2 separate regions of the Arachis hypogaea genome follow, and region 1 is linked to region 2. The links are chromatin contacts, called in public Hi-C maps. All regions are on one chromosome and are shown on one strand. The core of a region is the stretch at or near the end of the contact, and the rest is flanking DNA. Distances in the headings are between cores, read along the strand shown.

Region 1 (5,809 bases), core at 1,520-4,019, 40 kb after region 2:
AAAAGCAATTTTATTTTAGTTTAAGTCTTATAAAGTATTATATAAATATTTGTAGGATTATATATCATAAAATTTGATTTAAAATTTTGTAAAATTTGTTATATATTTGATTTTATTTTAATTTAAAATTAAACTATTTTTAATTATTTAAAAAATCAGAAGAAAAAAAATATAAATGTAAAGATTGAGAATTTTGTGTATTTAGATCGAAAGAAAAATTAGAACTTTATAAATAGAGAACTTACGAGTTAAATTGACTTGTATTAATTTTTTTATTAAATTGATAAAAAATAAAAAAAATAGAATAATAAAATGTAAAAGTATAATTGAGTACATCTAGTTTATTTGAATATATTTTGATTGAATCTTTGTTGTAAAATTTTAATAATATTATTAGAATATTCATTTAATGAGTTTAATATATTATATAAATAACAACATATCATTTAAAGATAATATTTAATACAACTTTTAATTTTAAATTATTTTTAATTAAGATTAAAAATGACACTTAAAAATTTGATCCCAGCTGCTCTTAGTATAATTGATTTTTTTATCGGTTAATATCTCTTCTCTTAATCACAATTTTTTCTTAAAATTTAGGAAGTAATTAAAGTTGTCTGGATCATCAGACCCGTATTAAATTATTAATTGTTGTTGGTTATATTTTCGAAAATGTGGTAACTGGGAAAACACACTAATAAGCCTATATCACTTCCTGTACAACCCTCGTTTTACCTTTCTATCTGCCTTCCAATGGGGTGGAAGATTAAGCATAGGAAAACAAAATTAAGAAAGAAATGAATAAAGGAAAAGGCAAGTGTATTAATGAGTTTCTGAATGCCTCTCAATTCAACCAATCTCTGAATATGTGTTACTTTTAGATTGAATAAACATTTAAACAGAGCTGATTAATGAATTTGGTAGAAGGTTTTTAAAAAATATCTGTACTTTTCTAAGCATTATTTTTATTTTGTATTTAATAAATTAAAAAATATATATATATATTTTAAAAATAAAATAATTTTAAAAATAATTAAAATAGAATTTTTTAAAATTATCTTATATTCACTAAAATTAAAAAAATTGATTTAATTTTATATATTAATTATTTTTAAAATTTAATTTTTATATTCATGTCTATTATAAAATTTGTTTGGATAAAATCTTTTTAGAAAAATTTGTCAAGTAATTTTTTAAAAGATTTTTAAAAAATAAAAATAATTTTATATTTAAATATTTTATACAAAAATATTTTTTATTTAATAATTATATTTGGATATAATAATATAAAAATAATTTTTTATTTATTTATCATGTTAAAAATATTTTTTAAGTAAAATATATATTTTAAAAAATATAAATTATAGATTTCAACAAAAATATTTTTTATTTTTTTGTACTTTTATTTTTACTATTAAAATTTTGTCAAACACATTAAGTATTTGGTTGGGTACCATTAAGTTAATAAAAAAAAATATTTGTTCAGTACAAATTTTTTTTTTAATTTTTTAACGTGTTTGATAAATTTGTAGTAATAAAAATAAAAATATTAGAAAAATAAAAAATATCTTTTTTAAGAAGTACAATTTATAAGTTTATTTGGATGAGCTTCTAATAAAAGATCTTTTTCGAATTATCTCTTTTTAAAAGATCATTTAAAATATAAAAATAATTTTATGTTTGGATATCTCATTAAAAAAGATATTTTTATCTATCAATTATGTTTAGGTACAATAATATAAAAGTACTCTTTTGTTTATTCATGATGCGAAAAATATATTTTTTAAGAAAATAAATCTTCCTAAAAAAAATGTGAATTGTAACTTCTCAAAATAGATATTTTCAAGTGCTTTTATTTTTACTTTTAAAGATTTGTCAAATACGTTAAAAAAATTTATTGAAAAAATATTTTTCTATCAACTTAATGGCACTAAAACAAGTATTGTATTGAAAAAAGTAATCTTTACATAAAAAATAAAGAAATAACTACTTTTATATTATTGTACTCAAACATAATTGATAGATAAAAAAATAACTTTATATAAAATATTCAAATATAAAATTTCTTTTACTTTTTTAAAAAATCTTAAAAAATAACTCAAATTTTTTCTTTAAAAACTCACCAAAACAAGTTCTAAGTGCTTATTTAGATGCCATTAAATTAGTAAAAAAGATATTTTTTAATAAAACAAGATTTTTTTTGTATGTTTGACAAAATTTTAGTAGTAAAATTAAAAATACTAAAAAATTAAAAAATATTTTTTTTGAAGTTACAATTTATATTTTTTAAAAGATCTTTTTTACTTAATTTTTTTTAATAGGTAGTTGTATATTACAATATAAAATAGAGAAATATTAGATAATAAATTATTTTTATAATGAAGTTTAATAAAGTCTTTTTCTTCTTGTTATATTTTTTATTTTAATTTATTTTTATTATGTCAATAAATTATTAGCCTAATTTGATTAAAATTAATTATCAAAATAATTTGATCATATAATAATACCATATAATATATAGATAAAAATGAGTTAAACAAAATTTATATTTATACATAAATATTGGATGAGAGTCTTTTAGTCTGTATATAATATTTTTTATATAATAATAAAAGATAAGAAAAGTAGCACATTTAAAAAGAGTATTTTATAATCACTTTAGGTTACATTTTGTTAATATAGATAACAAATACTTTTGAAGTGATTAATGAAATTAAAGAGAAATAGAGAGGAGCATAAAGAAAAACAAAACTTGTAAAGAGGATTGTTTTCCAAAGTGTAAAGCCAATTTTGTTGGTACTTTCCGCTGTTTTCGCTTAAAGACAGAAAGAGGAGGAGGCTTATAAAAGCAGGGTATTGGCTTCACAACTTTGATTCATAATTAACCAAACCCACCTGCGTACTACTACTTACCTTTGGTCATTTTATAACGCCACAAAATAGAACCTCCTTTTCAGCATATGTAAAGACAACGCCTTTTTCTTCTCTTTTCTCTTTTCTTTTTTCTTACAGGAAACTGGCACAGCACACGAGTCACAACAATTTATTTGCTTTAAACAGAGAGAGAGAAAAGAGAGGGAAAGAGGTTTCAGAAACACACACACACAAACACAAAGCTCAGACACGATTATAGTAGCTACCTCCATCCATGTCTGACTCACATCTAACTTTCTTTTCTCTTTCTTCTTCCATTCTTGCTCTTCTTCTCATCTTCATTTTCATCTTCAAGAGGAAGCAAACCAAACCCAAGCTCAACCTTCCACCCGGTAAAATGGGCTGGCCCTTTCTTGGTGAAACCATTGGTTACTTGAAGCCTTATTCTGCTACCACCATAGGAGAATTCATGGACCAACACATAGCAAGGTAACAACAATAACAGAAACAACATCATCTTAATTAATTAGCAGAAACACAAACATCTTAATTCACTTGTGTATGTGTATGTGCAGGTATGGTAAAATTTACAAGTCGAAATTGTTTGGTGAGCCAGCAATAGTGTCAGCAGATGCAGGGTTGAATAGGTTCATATTGCAAAACGAAGGGAAATTGTTTGAGTGCAGTTACCCGAGAAGCATTGGTGGAATACTTGGGAAATGGTCGATGTTGGTTTTGGTTGGTGACATGCATAGGGACATGAGGGCCATTTCACTAAACTTCCTCAGCCATGGCAGGCTCAGAACACATCTCTTGAAGGAGGTTGAGAACCACACCCTTCTTGTTCTTAACTCCTGGAAACACAATTCCACCTTCTCTGCTCAAGATGAAGCCAAAAGGGTAACTAACTAACTAATTCTTTCTCTTCTTCTGCAAAACCAACTGTTGGATTAATTAATCAATTGAATTGCAGTTCACCTTCAATTTGATGGCCAAACACATCATGAGCTTGGATCCTGGGAATGTTGAGACAGAAAAACTAAAAGAGGAGTATATCACTTTCATGAAGGGTGTTGTTTCTGCGCCATTGAATTTACCCGGAACTGCATATAGAAGAGCATTAAAGGTAACAATAATGCTAATTGATGATGCTAATTTCCTAATGAATATACTACTTAATTTGATTTGATTTGATTTTGTTTTGAACAGTCGAGGTCCACCATACTCAAGTTCATAGAAGCGAAAATGACCGAAAGAGTGAGAAAGATGGAAGAAGGAAATGAGAGCTTGGAGGAAGATGATCTTCTAGGATGGGTTTTGAAGCATTCAAATCTCTCAACAGAGCAGATTCTGGACTTGGTTCTGAGTTTGCTCTTTGCTGGCCATGAAACTTCGTCAGTAGCTATAGCACTTGCCATTTATTTCTTACCCGGTTGTCCTCAAGCCATGGAACAGTTAAGGGTAAGAAAGTACCATCCATGATTATATATGCTACATGGAATATTCAATATTCAATGTTAGTGTTTCTAATCAGGTCAATACTTGTAACATAGTTTGGCATATTGATATGGATTTTATGATACTTTGTGCAAAAAAACAGGAAGAACACAGCGAAATCGCCAGAGCTAAGAAACAAGCAGGGGAGGTTGAACTCACTTGGGATGACTACAAAAGAATGGAATTTACCCACTGTGTAAGTTACCTATCTATGTCATATAATAATATATAGTATTCGGCTTTTGCAGCTATCATTATTTTATTTGATGCGATGATGTAGCCCTTGGAACTGTTTAATGCATAATATAAATATAAATATGGTTATGTGGATGAAGGTTGTGAACGAGACACTTCGGTTGGGAAATGTTGTGAGGTACCTTCACAGGAAGGCGCTTAAAGACGTTCGGTACAAAGGTACATTGATTGATTTATTTTATTAGTTATTTAAATGAGTTTAGTAGTGGAAAAGAGAAAAGCAAAGGGGAAGGGGGGTTTTGATTTGAGTGAGTATTGAAAAGAAAATGTGTTGTGTTGAAAGGTTATGACATTCCATGTGGGTGGAAAGTCCTTCCGGTGATTGCAGCTGTGCATCTGGATCCTTCACTTTTTGACCAACCTCAACAATTCAATCCATGGAGATGGCAGGTCAGTTACTTCTACTACTTATATATCATCAACAATCATCATAATTATTATCCTCCACCACCCCCACCTTCCTTTCTTCTTTTCTTAATTAATCTAAACTTTATGCGGATGTATAAAAAGGAATAATTAAGGGGAGGTCCCCGAGCACTTCAATTGGTCCTTTCCTTTAATTTGGAGGTGGATACCCACATGCAATCACTACCTCTCACTGGAGGTGGGGTTTGTGTGTGGCCACTCAATACTATATAATTTTGTTTGGGGCTTGTGATTTTTCCCAAAATGTTGTCCATTATTTTTCATTTGTTTTTCACATATAGTTTTATTTCCAGTTTCTCATATATATTTGGGTTTTGTAAGTCCATGTATGTATATATCTTACTTTCCCGGAATCACGCTTCCTATATATCACTTGAGAGTCAGTCCCAACATTAAGGTACAAAGGCCGTACGACTTTGACAAAAACTGAAAATAATGCATTGCATGTGTCTCGTCTCTAGTCTCTACCTATATATATGCCTATCATTCTTCTCCCACACGTACACTTGAAGTTATCCCTACCTATAACCAAATTAATTATAGATGGTTTATTTAATTATTCCAAAAACGTGAAATAGGAAGAGCACTTAATGAATGTGTAGTGATGGTTACTTGTTAAGAAATGATTGTCCGGGATGGGGAATGATCAAATAATGTGGCCTACCAACCAACCAAGCAGAATGGAGGATCAAGTGGGGTCGTTTTTTTAGTTGATAGCCATCTCCATCGAAGCCGTTAAGGGTAAGGGGTTGTC
Region 2 (5,170 bases), core at 1,598-4,097:
AAAATTAAAACTTTTAATAAGTTTAAACGTACTTTTTTTCTTTAAACAAGTTTGCCAAACACACCCTTAATAATTATCACGCTAGACTTTTTAACGAGTATTTAATGTAACAACTAAAATATTTTTAACTCAATTTTTTCTCTACGCAGTCTCAAAAATTGTAATCCTAATTTTACTTAAAGATTTGAAAGGTTTTTAAAAAACATAGTTAAGATAAAAAAATTTAATTATCACATCAAATACTTTTTAGAGAGTTTAACATAATAACTAATAAATTAATTTGAGTTATAAAACATAATAAAAAATTAATTTGAGTTATAAATGTCAAATTAAGAGACTAAATTAAATAAATTAAAATTTTGATGATTAAATTGAGGTACGAACTTAGAAACCAATACAAACATTAACTCTTTTTTTTTTAATAGATGAAATCGAATGAAAATCACATATAATAGGTTAACTAAAGAAGGTTAAAATACGAAATTGAAGTGATAAGATATATTATTGAAAAATGGAAAATTAAGTGGAGGGCAGTGGGGTTGAAGTGGTCAAAGGCAGTGAGTGGAAATTAAAGAAGAGGCGCTTGTAAGGCCATGATTAGATTTGAGCTGAAGGAATCAAGAATGGTGCGGCCACGTTTGGAAGCAGAGCCGCGCGTGAGCAATGATTGAGGGCCCTGTCTTTGGTTTGCTAAACTCATGAATCATGGTGGCCATGCAGGAACAGGACCCCACCCTTTAACCCCATGCTTCACGAGCCACTCACACAATCCAAAATTGCTTCTTCTGCTCCTCATCAGATATATCTCAGTACTTCTCCTGCCTTGAACTTTGTAACTTTGAAGCTTAATTTGTTTGTTTTTGTTTCTGTTTCCCCTCCTTCCAACTGCTTCCCGCCCCTCTTTAATTTCTGTCCATTCTGGACCATTAATTACTATTACCTCTTTAATTATTCAATTCAAGTCAAACACCTACCATTGTCCCTAGCACCTAGCTACTCACTACTTACATGCATCATGCATGCACCTCTTTCTGCTATCAATTTAATTAATATTTATTCTCTCAAAATTAATAATAAAAAATATAAATTAATGTATTTATTATATATTTATTAAAATAAAAAATTTTAAAATTTATTAACAATAATTTTAATATATATCTTTAAGATATATAATAATTAAAATACGTTTGGTTTATATTTATATTTTTTATTTTTAAAATTAAAAAATGAACAAAAAATAAAAATAAAAATAAAAATATAGTTTTATAGTTGTTATTATTTTTTTACAAAATTTTATAAACAGAAAATATTAAAAATAAAAATACAAATTATATGCATTCTTAATTTTCTGCTATATATTTCTAATTAATTTTGCTTTATGCATCTTCTCTTGGTCAGTGGCTAAAGTTCTACAATACGGTAAAATATTTTAAATAAAGTTAATTAATTAAGGATGTATTTAGAAATTACGTTAAAAAAAAAAGTAGTGCATTTTAGTGTGTTAAACGTTCTATTTTTATATTTGATAACTTTTAAATTCTTTGAACACAAAAGTATTTCCATGAATACACGTTTACGTGAAGCTAAAAGTTGTAACTTTTATGTTCGTGTTAATAGTGACTAATTACCGTTAAAAAATTAAGTAAAAAATTTTTTTCTATCTATCTTATTCTTTATTTTCTTCTATAAAAATAATACAAATAATTATATACTTTCACATTAGTTCTTTGCGGTTTTTCGTTCCAAATTTTTTTTCATCAAGATCTTTTAAATTTGTTTTTAGGTAAATATTTTAGTTTTTAATTGTTTTTAGTACTTTCTTCTATATTTTAATTTTTATATTTTTTATTATATTTTTTTATTTATATAATAAATATTTTTTATATTATTTTTTTAGAGTTCTGATGTTATATTTTTAAAATTTATACTACTTCCTAGTTTATATAAGTTTTTTTATTATTTATTATATTATTTTTTATATGTATATTTTTTATGAAGTCTTTTTTTATTTTTATTTGGTTTTATTTGTATAATTTTTTATTTTTATTGTATTTTTTTATTTATATAACAAATATTATTGATATAAATTCTTATTTTTATTAATTTTTATGGTATTTTTATTGTTTATTAATATAAATTTTTTTATTGTATTATATTTATGTTGTGTACAAAATTTTTTATTTTTTTATTTAATTTTATTCATATAAATTTTATTTATCTTTTATTGTAATTTTTTTGCTTATATAATATATATGGTTGGTTTTATAAATTTTTTATTATTTTTTTGTATGAGTTTTTTTTATTTTTTACTGTATTTTATTTTTATTTTGTATAAAAAAAATTATTTTTTATTCGATTTTATAAAATTTATAAATAAGATCTATTTAAATATCTAAAATAAAAAGATAGAATTATATAAAAAATTATTTAAATTAATATCTCTTTTAATAATTATTTAAAAATAATTTTAAATAGTATAATTTAAATAATATTTATTTTATTATAATCTATTTTAATATAAAAATTATTAAATATAAATTATATTAATATAAACTTATTTTTTATTAAAATTAAATTTATAAAATTAATTTTATACAAATTTATTTTTGTAAACGGTAATTCAAATACTCACGAAATTATAAATAACGTGGGTGGTGAGGTTTGCATGCCTCCGTTATTTATATACGAGAAGATTATTAATATCTTCTACATTTATGATTGTGTGTCCCACAATCAAACTTATACATGTATGAATTGAACAAGCTAAGATTGGTTTCCCATACGTAGTGTATTTGGTCAATTACTAGTTACTACCAACTACAAATAACTAACAAACTAAGCTGGTAAGAACTAGAACGAGATAATGCTATATAGTAGTTAAATAAATCCGTACACAGTAACGTCATGGCATGCGCACTTGTCGTTTCCCTGCAAAAGGAATATAAATGTCACAGCAAAACTATATACTATTTCTCTTTTTTCTTTTTTCTCCTATCTTTGGTGATATGTATTAACTAAACTCACACGTGGGTTCTCCCCATTTCTTTAGTCTGCCATGCACATCATTTATAGTTTCCTTTTTCTTGGTTTGGTTGTTTGACTCTTCATCTAATTAATAGCTGGCCCCCTTTGGTCACAACTATACATTGCATGCGTGTTGACTGGGGAACTAATCGGCAACCACTCAAATCCAACGGTACAGAAAAGGATATGCATATATTTTTTTAATTTGCTTCATAATCTTTAATATGAAACCGGAAATTATTTTTAATATAAAAATAGAGATAATATTTTGTTTGAATATTAAAATTTGAAGTGTGTATTATAAACAAACGGAGGATGCTTTCATAATTCATAAAGACGTGTAAAATGTTTTTATAATGTTTTTTTATAAAGATATTTATGTATCACATTATTATTAGACGTATTAATAAATCAGTTATTTTTAAATTTTTAAAAAAATAAGAATAAAACCGATTTTTTATAACAATAACAATAAACTAATTGTTATCAGATTTGGTCGAACCGACTAATTTTTTGGATTATGATTTTTTTAAAACAAAAATCAGGGATATAGTTGTCTTTTTATAAAAAATTTAAATATGGTTTGATTTAAATTGTGTAAATCGATTGGATCAAATCGGATTTAATAATTATAATGGGAATAATTAGATTTATTATTGTTGCTATAATAAACTGATTTTATTCTAATTTATTAAAAAATAAATTATTAATCGGTTTAACAAAGATGTTCAATAATATCATGATACATGTAAACATCTTTAAAAGAAAGACATTTTTTATGTCTTTATCGAAATGGTCTCCTAAACATTATTCAACACATTTTTTTTGTATTAATCAAAATATTGCCATGTAGGCAATACACCCCCACATATTGACTTTTTTTTTACAAAATTTACTCACCACCTGTAGTTACATTAATAAAATTATCAATATTATTTTCAATAAAAAAATAGCCATATGAAACACATTGAACTTTTTTAAGAAAGAAAAACATAGTAACATACAATGTAATAGTACTACTAGGACTTCTCTTTTCTTATTTGTTATTATATTAAAGATAAGAGAACATGGTCTTATTAGATTAGATTATATTCCAAGTATTGTAATCTTGCTACATAGGTAATTAAGAGACCATGACGACTCACGAACATTAATGTGTAAAACTAAGTCATTAAGGATCCCGTTAGGGAGACAATGAATTATTTGTACAATGTGTACAATGGTTATTAAGTTATGAAATGAACATCTTCTATACTATTTAGAATAATCATCCGAGTACAAGCGATAATAAACATCTTTTTGAAAAATTAGTTTAATTTTTGAGTTCACCAAGGATCGAATTCTTGACCTTTCGGATCTAGCACTTTAATACCATGTCATAATACAACTCATCCCAAAAGCTTCAACTGATGAAAAAATGTAACACTAATAATTATATCTCTAATACTCTATAAACCTTCAGTGTACACATTGTATAAATATTTCATTGGCTCCTCATACTTTCCCTTTTTATTTATGTCAAGTATTCCCGACTTTAATTTAAAGCTAACTACGTAAGATCCATGGAACGTGTGTAAGGATACTTACAAAATCTTTTATACATATATGTATCACTTACCTAGAAAAAACGATATTTTTCTTTTGATAGTATGAAGCTTAACTGCAGCTTACTATGCAAGTTAATTAACTCAAAAGAAAGAAAGAAAGAAAAAAACAAGGCCAAATGCGTTCGTGCATGTTTGTATAAAAGATTAAGTGATTAACTAAATTTTATTCTTAAACGATGTGAAACTAACAATATTATATTGCAACTTCCACGTAAGATAATAATCATAATTAGAATACACGTTTGCATGTTGACCATCGATGCAACAAATTTTTTTCTAATGAAAAATAAATGAGTACATCAAATAATCATACAAGATATTATCACGATCACACTCATCGTATCTAAATTTTAGCTGAAAGTTGACAGAGATACTAACAAATATAAGGCCATTGTTCAATGTTTCGTGTAGAAATTTTTTAGACTCAAATAAAGATATTTTTATATAAAAATAATAATTTAAATATTAATATATATTATATTAAATAATTAAGTCAAATATGTTAAATTATTTAATAATCTTTAGTTGCTCTATATATT

Evidence for each region. Hi-C and Micro-C count contacts between places; a contact is called where the count stands out from the background.
Region 1: a contact with region 2 is called in a Hi-C map of an unstated tissue, with 2.7 times the contacts expected there. The contact joins the promoter of LOC112800701 here to the enhancer-like site in region 2. A contact is called at or near these places in 3 of 8 Hi-C or Micro-C datasets (leaf and an unstated tissue).

What each region holds. Positions count from the first base shown.
Region 1 is chr5:10,363,082-10,368,890 of arahy.Tifrunner.gnm2.J5K5, forward strand. LOC112800701 (cholesterol 22-monohydroxylase CYP90B51) reads left to right here and starts at 2,770. Exons shown (of 8, transcript XM_025843065.3): 1 at 2,770-3,366; 2 at 3,453-3,777; 3 at 3,851-4,003; 4 at 4,087-4,338; 5 at 4,478-4,570; 6 at 4,710-4,788; 7 at 4,913-5,019. The coding sequence starts at 3,152.
Region 2 is chr5:10,322,639-10,327,808 of arahy.Tifrunner.gnm2.J5K5, forward strand. No RefSeq gene overlaps it. Among protein-coding and RNA genes, the nearest start is that of LOC112803247, 32 kb to the left of the region's middle. Within about 2 kb of position 2,848, at least 2 of the 3 cell types and tissues checked have open chromatin away from gene starts, as enhancers often do.